2 separate regions of the Lactuca sativa genome follow, and region 2 is linked to region 1. The links are chromatin contacts, called in public Hi-C maps. All regions are on one chromosome and are shown on one strand. The core of a region is the stretch at or near the end of the contact, and the rest is flanking DNA. Distances in the headings are between cores, read along the strand shown.

Region 1 (2,573 bases), core at 55-2,554:
GATTTTTTTTTACAAAAAAATTAGTATAACTTTTTTTTGTGTGTGTGTGTTTAGTAAGAGAATAAAGTTGAAACGAATTACGAACCTTTTAATTTTTTATTTTTTCCTTTCTCTTGAAGCTCATAAACAAAGTCAACTATCCGATTCTGTTCAACCGAACTGAATACACCACAATGAAGCTCGAGCCCATCGAGGATATTTACGATTTTGCCATTGACTCTCTCTAAGCAAATAAAATCTTTCTTCCTTTTGACATTTGTGAAACGAATACGTTCCCTTTGTTCTCTTGACAACCCTGGTTTTCGGGTTGTTTTTGTCTCTGACCCGGTTTCTTCCGTTTGGCTACTAGTGAAATTACCAAATTGCCCATTGGTTTCTTCTTCTTCCTCGGCTTCTAGATCCTCCTGTGCCATGTCAGCCCATGACATTCGTGGTTTTGGGGGTTTAAAGTTTTGTGGTGATTGAGTATTCTCACTTCCTGATGTTCCTTCAATTTGTTCAGGTGTAGCGTTTCCATCGTCTTTCCAGCTACCCAAGGAATTTGTATCATCAGTGTCGTTGTTATCTGTTGTTGCATCTTTACAACCACCATGGTTGACTGAAGTGCCAATGCTTCCGCTAAAATCACTATGATTTGGGGTTGAAACTTCTACTTCGTGTTCTTGGTGTTGTTGTTGATCAGTTTCAGTATCGTACTCCACTAATAATCACCAATCAATACGAGATAAAATACTAAATCAGTGTGGTTCTTAAAAGGTGGATTTTCAAACTCTAAATTAACAGAATCTAAAGTTACAACAAGATCCCAATTCGTTAATGGACGCAAACCATGTTAAACTATAGTTATATAATCAAATTTTTACAACTACTATCAAACGAAAAGCTTATTTGGAAAAGAAAAGGAAAAAAAAATGCAATCTTGATAAGTTCAGAAAATACATACTTGGATGAAGAGATCGAACGCGATCGGAGATGGACTGAGAGCAGTGGTCGCAAAGGCCTTTAGAGAGGAAAGGTAACCAATTGGAGAGAAATTCCGACGCAGTTCGGAGATCGCTAGGGTTGTAACCTCGTAAGAAGGGGTCAATTTCATCTTCCGGTGATTGATTTGAGGTAGCGTCACCGTTGATCATGGTGACGGTGGTGGTTGTGAGTGACGCCGGTGGAGGAATCGGGGGTTGTTCAAACTTGAAGCAGAAGATTTGGATTGTTTTTGTGGGTGTGAGGAAAGGGAGGTGGATCTAGAAACGGATTTTCTTGACTGTTTTGAGTAAGGGTTAAGGAATATAAGGCTTTTTTTTAATAAAGAAAAAGGTAATTAGCGTCCCCTTTCCTATTTCCTTTCCTTATTTTACACGAATATTGTTAGATTAAGGTTGAAATAAGGAAAGTAATCAAAACAAAAGAAAGAATTGATTTACCGAATTTTGACAAACTAGCTAAAAATTAGATGGTAAATCAGGTTATTACAAGGTAAAACCAAGAATCGAACTTAACCAAATCGACTATATCGGTCCTAACTGAGTTTTGAACATCCACGTTAAATACCTTCAAATTATATAGAAATTTATGATGTGTTTAGTTAAAAAAAAAAAAAAAAAACAAAAAAAGATTTTCTAACATGTGTTCTAAAATCAAACATAAAAACTATTAATTATAAATGTAAAATGTATTAATTATGAAGAATATTTTCTATAATAAATAAATTTCATATTTAATTATGGTATAATTTTTTTTAATTAATAGTTCAATTACTGCTTCTTATATGTGTCTTTAGGACACATGTTAGAAAATCTTAAAAAAAAAAATAAATCGTTTTTTGGGAAAAAAAATTATAAGAAAAATGAGAATTATGAAAACGCGTTTAATTCAATATTTTTTCGAAATTTTTTATAGAAAATGAAATTCTCCGTTTCCAAAATTACGAAGAATTTTGAATGCCTCCTTAGAGTAGCGATTTGACCGATCTTTGATACTAGTAATTCAAGCTAACAATGTTATGGTAACTTTATTAAGATATCGTCACTTTGATCACATGTTTGAACATGAGTAACTCTTCTTGCACCATTTTGAACTTGTTCAAAATGAAATGGTATGCTAGCATTAGGTGCTTCATTTTGGAGTGAAAAATGGATCTATCATGAGATTTGTTTCTCCAACATTATCACAATAGATGATTGAAGTATTTTAACTATGAAACAAAATTTGTTTAGAATATTTTGGATCCACATTAGTTCAACAATAATAGTTGGAACAATGTTTTATCTTTTTATACTATGGTTTAGTGGAGGAGCGGGCTACTAAAAGTGATGAGATTTTTACTATGGAAAATAATGTGCCGCATAGTGAAAGTATAGTTATATTTGTGTATTACTCGATTAGCAATAACAAAGGTTTGTAGTGTGAATGGGGAATCACGCACAGTGTTAAATCCTTTATCTATTATGCCACAAAGATAACGCATAAAACCTATTTAATTGGTGCCCAATGTATGGTGTGTGGCATGTACATGTATTGAGACAAATTGTTGATTGTATACGCGGCATTTGGTCTTGTAGGAGTAAGATATTAGT
Region 2 (2,573 bases), core at 50-2,549, 330 kb after region 1:
TTAAAAAAATTTAGTATTATTTTTTTAAATTTTTTTTCATATTATTTTTTAATTATTTTCTATTTTTATTTTTTTCGTTGTTTCGTTTTATTTTTCGTCAACTTGATAATTTTTTTTAACCTTTTCCAAAAAGTGTAAAATGTATAAATATATTAGAGTATATTACAATTTTGGTGTTTGATTTTTTTTGGTTTTTTTATAATTTGGTTATTTATGGTTTTTGTAACTTTTTTTTTTATTTTGATTCGCATAAATAAAATATTTATATTTACAAATATAAATAAAGAAAATAAATATAATTTTTTTACTTACACAAATAAAAATAAAAAAAAAAGTTACGAAAACCATAAATAACCAAAATTAATAAAAAACTGTGAAAAAAACCAAAAATATGAAAAGTGTAAAATGTATTAATATATTAGAGTATTTTACAACTTTGGGGTTTGAGTTTTTATTTTTTTTGTTTTTCTATTTTTCATTACATGAATCAAAATATATAAAAACAATAAAAGAATAATATATATATATATATATATATATATATATATATATATATATATATATATATATATATATATATATATATATATATATATAACAAAAAATTGATGAAATGTCAAAAATTTCAAATAAAAAAAATAAACCGTAACAAGAAAAATTTAAAAAAAAAACATTAACGTTTCATTTCATAATTAAGAAAAAAAAAAGTTTTGATATGGTTTATCGAACCATAAATAACTAAAATTATAAAATAAAAATAAAAAATAAAATGTCAAATAGATAAAAAAAAATTATCAAATTGTTGAATATATATATATATATATATATATATATATATATATATATATATATATATATATATATATATTAAAAAATTTATATTTATAAATTATATATATACGAAATTTATATTTATAATTTATATATAAATAAAATTTCAAATTTAAAAAATTATACGAATGGTCCTTGAGGTTTGTAGTGTATTGCAATATTAGTAGAAGGGAAAAATAGTCTATTCCATTAAAATATAACAGCTAAAAAGTTAGATTAAGAATCTTTCATGTAATTTTACAAACCACATGGACCAGTCGCGTGACTTTTTGCTTGAAAGTCCTTAAAATGCGATATTCTGTAAACCACAGGGACCAATTGTAAAATTTTGTCAAATATGAATGAAATAATTGCACATGTTTTTTACTAGAGTTACGAGGGGCATTTCGTTATTTCTAAAGCCTAAAGGGTCTATCGAGATATTCTATTCTCTACATTATGAATTACCTAAACGACGCCGTAATGTCGAGCCCCACAAATCATCAAATTTACACCCCACACAAGCACCTTCTCTCAGATGAAGCTCCAAAGATCGCCGTGAACCGCCACTCCGGAAAACCCCTTGAAATCCGCAACAATCGATTCCGATCGAAAGAGAACGAAAACCACAGATCCGACGGCCGCCGCTGATCATCATACACAAGAAGAAATTAAGAATGTCGTCGTCTTCATCCGATAAAGTTAGGGCTTCGCACATACTGATAAAGCACCAAGGATCTCGTCGTAAGGCGTCCTGGAAGGATCCAGAAGGTCGAATCATCAGCAGCACCACAAGAGAGGCCGCTGTGTCTCAGCTCAAATCACTCCGCGATGACATCGTTTCTGGAAAGTCGAAGTTCGAGGACGTCGCATCTCGTTACTCCGATTGCAGCTCTGCTAAGCGCGGTGGAGATCTCGGTATGTCCAAAATTTTAACCTTCTGCCCTTTAATTACAGAAGTTCATTTTTAGCAATCGTATGCTTGATCTCCGAAATTGCTATACCATTGATTCTTATATTCGTGTTATGCTATATGACTGTTTCTTCCAGTTGTATAAATTTCCTTACAGAGCTGAAGATTCAAACAACTACATGAATCTTTAACATTAGTTAGTAATACAAAAGAGACGTTTTTCCTGTGGATATTCAAGACATTCAACATCAATAACAGCAGCATGAGCGATGAGCCATGAATCATGATGCATACCTAAATACCTAATCTTTCTCTTTAGGCCTTTTGTAGCACATTACTCATGAATTGACTACTAATTGGAGCACATTGTTAACTGAAACATTCATGGAAAACTTTGAAACAGGATCATTTGGAAGGAACCAGATGCAGAAGCCCTTTGAAGATGCAACATACGCATTGAAGGTTGGTGAAATAAGTGAGATTGTGGACACTGACAGTGGTGTTCACATCATCTTGAGAACCTGTTAATTGCAATTTGCAAAGATGCTGATCAAAATGTATCAGGTGCATTCCAGTTTCAGTTTTATATCAACACAATAAAACCACGTTTTTTTTCCCCTTGTATTGTCATCATAACCTGAGTTTTGGGATTATCAACTTCAGTGACATCTGAATCAACTATTCACCTCTGGTTTTGGAATCACCAATTTCAATGATTTTCCCTTCTTTTTCCCTTAACTTGTATTTATCATCGTGCTTATCATTTACCTAAAGAGAAATTAAGAATCCAAGCTTTAATTCATGAACATGAATACAATATTCCACACCAAAAAGGTTAGCATATGAGATG

Evidence for each region. Hi-C and Micro-C count contacts between places; a contact is called where the count stands out from the background.
Region 2: a contact with region 1 is called in a Hi-C map of leaf, with 4 times the contacts expected there. The contact joins the promoter of LOC111897556 here to the promoter of LOC111897581 in region 1. A contact is called at or near these places in 2 of 4 Hi-C or Micro-C datasets (both in leaf).

What each region holds. Positions count from the first base shown.
Region 1 is chr3:106,297,150-106,299,722 of Lsat_Salinas_v11, forward strand. LOC111897581 (RNA demethylase ALKBH9B) reads right to left here and starts at 1,305. Exons shown (of 6, transcript XM_023893538.3): 1 at 944-1,305; 2 at 86-700. The coding sequence starts at 1,133.
Region 2 is chr3:106,627,008-106,629,580 of Lsat_Salinas_v11, forward strand. LOC111897556 (peptidyl-prolyl cis-trans isomerase Pin1) reads left to right here and starts at 1,300. Exons shown (of 2, transcript XM_023893514.2): 1 at 1,300-1,728; 2 at 2,127-2,461. The coding sequence starts at 1,488. The coding sequence ends at 2,251.